Linked DNA regions of Sus scrofa: region 1 is linked to region 2. Evidence: chromatin contacts called from public Hi-C data. All regions are on one chromosome and are shown on one strand. The core of a region is the stretch at or near the end of the contact, and the rest is flanking DNA. Distances in the headings are between cores, read along the strand shown. Region 1 holds the start of MYH9 (myosin-9). Region 2 holds the start of EIF3D (eukaryotic translation initiation factor 3 subunit D).

The links. A called contact is a pair of places that touch in the nucleus more often than the background predicts.
Region 1: a contact with region 2 is called in a Hi-C map of liver, with 5 times the contacts expected there. The contact joins the promoter of MYH9 here to the promoter of EIF3D in region 2. A contact is called at or near these places in 4 of 47 Hi-C or Micro-C datasets (embryonic fibroblasts, liver and skeletal muscle) and 1 of 2 datasets of contacts at active chromatin or transcription factors (alveolar macrophages).

What each region holds. Positions count from the first base shown.
Region 1 is chr5:11,363,113-11,367,166 of Sscrofa11.1, forward strand. MYH9 (myosin-9) reads left to right here and starts at 2,491. Exons shown (of 45, transcript XM_021091538.1): 1 at 2,491-2,711.
Region 2 is chr5:11,210,416-11,214,634 of Sscrofa11.1, forward strand. EIF3D (eukaryotic translation initiation factor 3 subunit D) reads left to right here and starts at 2,897. Exons shown (of 15, transcript NM_001244723.1): 1 at 2,897-3,371.

The DNA of each region.
Region 1 (4,054 bases), core at 1,241-3,740, 150 kb after region 2:
GGTTGAAATCCTTCTGCCCAGATGTAGCCCTTACTTGTACTTTGCTATAATGCCTTTTAAATCTCATTCTCTCTCTGAGACATATGTCTATTTACACACACATCAGACAGCCCTAACACACACACAAACATGACACAAAAATCCAGTGCAATTCTGCTGTAATAGCACTCTGTAATTTGCTCTTCCTCATTTAGTATATTTTAAATCAGTAAATAGAAACCTGTAAACACTCTTCAATGACCTTCTGGGAATTGTTCAACATATGATGATCATATTTTATTCAGTCTTTTACATTACACATTTATTTCCAATATTTAATGACTATAAACAATGTTGCAAAGAAGAACTTTTAAGCCCATCTTGGTGCATTTTCCCAGTTATTATTTTGTGGTTATCAGAGAAAACTGATCAATTTACCTTTCATTCTGTATCTCTAGAGCTAACAGTGGGTATTTTTATTCTTTTTAAAAAATTTGAGGAGTTCCGTCGTGGCAGAGTGGTTAACGAATCCGACGAGGAACCATGAGGTTGCAGGTTCGATCCCTGGCCTTGCTCAGTGGGTTAACGATCTGGTGTTGCCGTGAGCTGTGGTGTAGGTCACAGACGTGGCTTGGATCCTGCGTTGCTGTGGTTGTGGTGTAGGCTGGCAGCTGTAGCTCTGATTTGACCCCTAGCCTGGGAACCTCCATGTGCCGAGGGAGCAGCCCTAGAAAAGGCAAAATGACAAAAAAAAAAAAAAAAAAAAAAAAATTGATAGGTGAAAAATGGCATCCCATCTAGTTGTGTTTGCATTTTAGATGACTAATTTTTTCGTAATTACTGGCCATGTATATTTCTTTTTCTTTTTTATATAATGATTTTTATTTTTTCATTATAGCTGCTTTATAGTGTTCTGTCAATTTTCTACTGTACAGCATGGTGACCCAGTTATACATACATACATATAGATTCTTACTTCTTTTTATTTATTTATTTAGTCTTTTTGCTATTTCTTTGGGCCGCTCCCACAGCATATGGAAGTTCCCAGGCTAGGGGTCGAATCGGAGCTGTAGCCCTCGGCCTACGCCAGAGCCACAGCAACTCGGGATCCGAGCCGCGTCTGCAACCTACACCACAGCTCACAGCAACGCAGGATCGTTAACCCACTGAGCAAGGGCAGGGACCGAACCCGAAACCTCATGGTTCCTAGCCGGATCCGTTAACCACTGAGCCACGACAGGAACTCCTTACTTCTTCTTTTTAAGTCATCTTTTTCTTTTCGGTCATTTTTATTTTGGAGTTATTTACTTATTTATTTTTTAATGGCCGTAGAAGAGTTCTTTACACATCATTGATAATAATTCTTTGTCACAGAGTTGCAAAATCTGTTTTCCAGTTTTCTCTTGACTTTAGATCGCACTTCTTTTGAAGTTCATTTGGAAGAATAGTTTAGTCATGATCGGAAGAACATTCCAAAAAGAAAGAGTAATGAGAAATTTGCCCCTTTAGATATATAATGTATTATGAAGCTACCATCCTTAAAGCATTGTGGAACTGGCACAGGAACACACAGAAAGATCAATGGATACACCTCAGAAATAGATCCAAGAATATATGAGTTCGGTAGGTGGTGATGGTGTGTGGACAGCTGGCTATCACAAAAATTATGTTAGATTTCTTTCCCACTTCAAAATCAGAATGAATTCCAAATGGATTAAAAATGTAAACAATTCTTTTAAAAATTAAAAAATTTAATCCTCTTGTAGGCAGAAACCGAAAAAAAAACAAAGTGTGCTTTGCCTACCTAGGAAAAAAACCTAAGAAAACATTTTGCAAAAATATCTGAAAGGAAGATAGAGGTAAAGAGCAGCACTCCAGGCTGAGGGAACCCGTTTGAGCAACGGTCTGGAGGCTGAAAGACTCCCGGCCCACTCTAAAAAGAGGGTCAGGGATCGAACTCAGGGCTCCCACAACGGATCCAGGGCTGAGTCCATGTCCGCCCCCACAGGCCATCTTAATTGTAAAACAGCACTTTTCCCATATATGGTACTTCATATGTGTTCTGGTAGGATGACATGGGTCACGGAAATCAGCTCGCGGGGCGGGGTGTCAGAATCCCGGACCTTCCCAGCCTCCTCCCGCCCCACCTCGCCCTGGCTCGGGCAGTGCACCAAAATCCCGGCCTGGAGCCCGCTGAGAGTCTCCTCCTCCTGATTGGACTCTCACTGTGTCAATCCGGTTCCTGGAACCTGGATGCTCTTTGGTTCCGCCCTAGGGGGCGGGGCTCGCGCCTAGGAAGCGCGGGGGAAGGTGCAGAAGGCGGAGGTGGGGGCGGATGGGGAGGATGAATCCCACCCCTCTGGCCCCACAGGCTCCTCCCGCCTCCTTCTTACAGGTCCAGGTGCCTGTCCATCTTAACCACAAGCGGGCTGGAGTGGGTGCAACAGCCTGGGGGGCGTGTACGTCCCTCCAGGCTCCGCCCCACAGCCGGCGCTGGGCTCCGAATGGGCGGGCACTGCGAGGGCGGGGCGGGAAGGAGGCGAGGAGCTGAGCAGGGTGCGGTGAGGCGCGCAGATCACCGCGGTTCCTGGGCAGGGCACCGAAGTCTGAGCGAGGCTGACCTGCTGCAGCTCCCGCCTCGCGCGCTCGCCCCACTCCACTGTCGCCTGAGCTCTAGAGAAAGCCCTCTCGGGAGAAGCAGCTTCAGTTCCCTCGGGCAGATCCAGGTTCAGGTGAGCTAGCCCCACCGGCGGGTCCCGCCCGGGCAGGCGGGCGGGGGCGGGGGCGACGGGAAGCGCGGCGTCTGGAGCAAGCCGGCAGACCTGTGGTTCTCGGCCGCCTCGCGGCCAGTGACCGACTTGGGCGGGCACGAACGCTGCGGGGCCCGGCCGGGGCACTGCATCCTTCGCGGAGAGGGTCCGGGACCCTTGCGCGGGCGCTAGGGGACGGCGCCCCTGGAAGCGAGGCCTCGGGAGCAGAGGAAGTCTTCGGGGCCGGGCGCTCCCCGGAAACCCCCAATCCTCTCCACTCTCCCGTCGGCGCACTCCGCCTGCCGGGCACCCGGCAGCCTCGACCTACCCCAGCTGCCGGGGCACGGGCCCCGCCCTCGCCTCGCCCAGTGCCCAAGTTAGGCAAACTTTTTAACCCCTTCCGGGAGCCTCTGTGCCTCGGACCCAGCCGCGTGGGTGAGAGTAGGGAGGGGGGTCTTGGAGCCCGGGCTTCTTTGGAAGTTTCCAGGCGTTTTCGAAACCGAGGTAACGGACAGACAGGGACCGTTTGGCAGCTGTCAGGGCGTCCTACTGACTCAGAATCGGACAATCCTGCAGCAGACATTGAGCTCCGCTCAGTTTCCGCCCTCCGCTACCGACTTCCTTATTTGCCCGTCTGTGATCGGCAGGGGGAGGAGGGGGACCGGGCGAGGTGCGGGTGGGTGCACCGGGAAGAGGGACCTGGCGGGGATCCGGGCTCGAGGAAGGAAAGACTTGCCTTTCCCCCGCTGACCCTCATCCTTTGACTTATCCCCGGGAGAGACAGGCCCGGGAAGGCCCGCAGCCATCTCCGAGGTCCCGGCGCGCACCTGATTCCACCGCACCTGCGGGCCGACCCACCGGGGCGGGGGCGGGGAGAGCTGCTCCCAGCTCCTTCACGACCTGGCCTGGGCTGTTGCATCGTCCCTGTTTGGGCCAGATCCAGGGCTTTCTACTTATCCCCCACCCCCACCCCGTCAATTTCCCTGGGCTGGGTGCTCACCCCTTGCTGTCCTGGGGCCGCGCCCAGGGCAGGACTGCACCCCCCCCTCCCAGCTCTCCCAGAGCCCCGGCGTCTCAAACGGAGACCGAGAACCCCGCTGGACCACGTTGCCGGCTGTGTTGAGTTGGGGGCAGGGTGAGCGCTGGGGTTGTTGTCTGTGGCCCCACCCAGCCGGTGTGGGGAGAAGGTTCCTGGGAAGTCCCAGGTCCTGGAGACCGGCGGCTCTCTCCGCTGGGTAATTGAGAGGCCCAGTCACTTCTTGGTTCACTGCACCCTTTCCTGGCTTTAACAGGATTGCAAAGTAACTGTTGAGTAACTTGAAGGA
Region 2 (4,219 bases), core at 1,647-4,146:
CTCATATCCCGGTGCACCTGCTTACTCCCTGGGCCAAGTCCCCAAGTGCCCTGAACCTGCTTCTCCCCACCTGCATGAATGTCTCAGAGACCTCTCAGAAAGAAGCCAAGAGAAGAGGACTTAGGTCAAGCACTAACACAGAGGTTAGCATACAGTAAGCACTCAATAAATGCTACTTCCCTTTTCGCAACATTGGAGGTTCCTATCAGAAAATGCATTTGTTGGAGTTCCCATTGTTGGTGCAGTGGAAACGAATCTGACTAGTAACCATGAGGTTTCGAGTTCGATCCCTGGCCACACTCAGTGGGTTAAGGATCCGGCATTGCCGTGAGCTGTGGTGTAGGTCGCAGATGTGGCTCAGATCCTGTGTTGCTGTGGCTCTGGCATAGGCTGGTGGCTACAGCTCCGATTAGACCCCTGGCCTCGAACCTCCATGTGCCGCAAGAGCAGCCCAAGAAATGGCGAAAAAAAAAAAAAAAATCTTGGCTGTCTGACCTCGGACAGTGCCTGGTGATGCATATTTGGCGAACTGTCAAATGAGAAAATGAATTTAGCACATTTCCCCAGGCACCTATCTCAGTTCTCAGCTAATGTTGGCGTACACAACATCAACGGTGCTTTGCAATATGTGCTAAAATATAAGGGGAGATGTACTTATGCTGAAGGGCTTGGATGCTTGGAGCATGTCTTCTGTCTTCTTCTTTCTTTCTTTCTTTCTTTTCCCCCTGTGGGTCCACCAGCCATCTGCTGCAGGTTCTCTCTTGGGTCAGAGTTTAATCATCTTTTCTACATTTGGGCCCTGACCTCCCCGCCAGCCCCAGATGGAGAAGGACCCGGCGTGTCCGTCTCCTCACATTGGGTGTCTGGGCTTGGGTGGGAGATCGTGCCTTCTTTCTCTCCCAATGGACACCTCTGCAGCCGCTTTCTGCCTATCCCACTATCCAGTCTCCACGGGCAGCTGGCATGACCCACCTTCTGCTAGACCAGAGCATCCCTCCCTCCATCCCGCCCCCCTTTAAAATCCTTCGGTCGCTTACCTTTATGCTGAGGATAAAATCACACACTGTTCCATGACCTGCACGTTTCCAGATGGCAGCTTACTCTTTCTGGGTCATGCACAGGCTCTTTTCTGCCTTGGACCTTGTCACCTGCTGTTCTCTGGTGCCGGGGACACATCTCCCCTAGATCTTTACCAGCCCGTGTCCTCAACAAACCACCCTTCTGAGTAACCTGGTCATGCCCTCATTCACTCTCTCCCTGGCCACGTGCCTGGTACTATTCCAAGATCTTACGCTAACTCATTTAATTCTCACCACAGCCCCCTGGCATAAAAAGAAAAGCATGACGGCTGGAGCTGAGTGAGAAGAAAATGGCAGAATATAAAGATGAAGGGTAGTGAAGGACCAGACAGGCCACGAGAAGACATTTGCATTTCACTCCAAGTACATAATGGGAAGCTGATGGAAGGCTGTGAATAGATTGCTTTGACCACCCTGACAAGAAGGAACCCTAGAAGGACAAGAGTGGACACTGGGAGTCCAAGCATGAAGCTGGAGATGATGGGGGAAAGTGGCAGCGTTCAAGATTTTTCTTTTCTTTTTTCTTTTTTTTTTTTTTTTTTTTTTTTTTTTTTTTTTTTTTTTTTTTTTTGGCTGCACCTGCAGCATGTGCAAGTTCCATGACCAGGGATCAAACTCGCACCACAGTAGGGATCTGAGCCACAGCAGCAACCATGCCGGGTTCTTAACCCACTGTGCCACCAGGGAACTCCAAAATGTATTTTGAAGAATAAAGAGGACTTATTGAAGGACTGAATGTGGTGGAAAAGGGAAAAGGAACTACCAGTGATGACTACCACATTTTGCAATGAGCACCATTCCATGGGTACCATGAACAAAAATTAGAAAAACTAGAAGATGAGGAAGATGAACAGATCAGGAAAGAACTGTGGAAACACATGCTGCTATTACCATTTGCATTTTACAGGTGAACAAGGTTTAGAGAGATCTAGAACCTATCCAGGTTCTCCCGACTAGTAAGTGGATTCTTCAGTATTTTCACATACATTTATTTTTACCTTCACTGTACCCTCTTATTTTCATCTTCAATTTACAGATAAGGAAACTGAGACCCAGAGATGTGAGGGCTACACAGCTAGTAAGTGGCATGGCCGTGACCAGTTATCAGATCTAATAGCAGATTTATTTTCCAATAAAGAAGACATGCTGAGAGACTGATAAGGAAACTTGGGAGACCAGGTAGAAAAAAATCTGAGGTTTGAACAAAAATCACATGCTCAGATTTTCTTTTAATGTTTTGAAATTCCCCAATAAGACTCCAGAACAAACTCGGTAAGCTGGGAGTTTCTAAAAGGACAGCACCGTACAAGGAGATCCTGCTGAATAGCATTGAGAACTATGTCTAGATACTCATGTTGCAACAGAACAAAGGGTGGGGGAAAAAATGTAATTGTAATGTATACATGTAAGGATAACCTGACCCCCTTACTGTACAGTGGGAAAAAAAAATGAATAAATAAAATAAAATAAAATAAAAAATAATATGTAAAAATGCCATTGTAGGAAAGTGGTTCCTGAGTCACCACTTCAGAATCACAGCTGCTAATAAAAATGCAGGTTCCTGGGCTCCATGGACGTTAGACCCAAAATCTACATTTTTTTCAAATTAACACTCCAGAAATCTTTGTCGAATTATAAGGTTTGACAACCGTAGAGGTATGGTTTAAACCCAGGCAGCCACCCTCCACACTAGCAGTGTGATCTTACGAGGTCACTTTGCATCTCCTGGCCTCAGCTTCCGAAACCGTGAAAAAACCAGGAATCACGACAAAATCTGCCTGAGACGCTCGACCTCCCCCTAGCGGGGAGAATCGAAACACACCAGCGCTAAAAGAAGGTAGGAGCCTGGGGTCGTTGCGGGACACAGAGAGGCCGAAGCGTCCCGCGAGGCATTGTGGGACATAAAGGCGCTGTCAGCCACTCGCCACCTCCAGCTTCAACTGAGAGCCGCCACGTTTTAAAAAACTTGAACGCCTTCTCGGAGCGTCCCCGGATACCCCATGACGTAACGGCAAACATCCTCTGGAGTCTTGCAGCCTCGGAGGCTAATAAGAACACCTCGAAAAGAACACCGATATACTTCCGGGTGTGCCTTCACTTTACGACTCGTGCGTTCCGCCGCCGAACCGGAAGGAAGCTGGCGAGCTATTTACGACATAGCGGGTCGTGTTTACGGCACCGGCCGCTGCGCGCGCATCTCTCCTCCTTTCCCGATTCCTTGAAACGCAGGCTGTGGCGCGGTCTCCGGCCTGCACTATCTCTCGCCATCGGGGCCGGCTAAAGCCGTTGCGGGTGAGTGTCGTGTTCCGTACGGTCCTGCGGATCTCCGGAGCCGACTTGGGCTGCGCCTGGCCTTCCGGGGGGGCTTACCGGAAGAGACCTCTGTACACCCCCTCCTGCTGCCGCTGTCCTTCCACGGGCGGGACAGGTATCGGCCTTCGGGGCCGGACCCAGTGCGGGATGCCGGGCAGTTCCCTGAGGTTGTGGTCCCTGGCCCCAGATAACGCTTAGCGGCCAGGGGGTGGGCGAATGTGATCATATTACTTAACCCAAGTGGGTCTCAGGATCTTTTTAAAGTGGCCCATGGCTCCCTGAGTTTTTATGAGTGAGGTATTGGGGGTGCCAAACCGAGCGGTGTTCGGCCCTGCTCTGAGGAGTTCACAGTCCAAGTTCTCTTACTTTTGTGTGAAATGGAAGTCTAGGATGGAGTAGCGTGATGTCTGATCTGAAACTCCCTACTTTCCAGCAATTGGTGACCGCAGTGGCCGCGAAAACGTACACAGTACTGGGGCCTGCCGGCCACAAGGCCGCCTCTGACTGCCCTGTTGGTGCCTCCTCATCCTGCCTCTGTAGCCAGTACAGCTGTCACTCCCTTTTAACTGAAAGGCTTAGTTTCTCCTGCTGGTTCCATTCTGCTCATTCTTAGATTACGTGTGTTGAAACCAGGTGACTTCTGCCCCCTGGAGAAATGCTGTCAAACCTTGGGCCTGTTTTCCATGAGCTCTGCCAAAACAAGGAGACTTTTTTTTTAAGTGTGTTTGGAGATACTGCCTTCTTGATACGGCCTGAAACCCCAGATCTTTTCAGACTGCTTTTCAGCTATAAAATCATGGGAAGAGCCTTGGACTTGGGCAGACAGC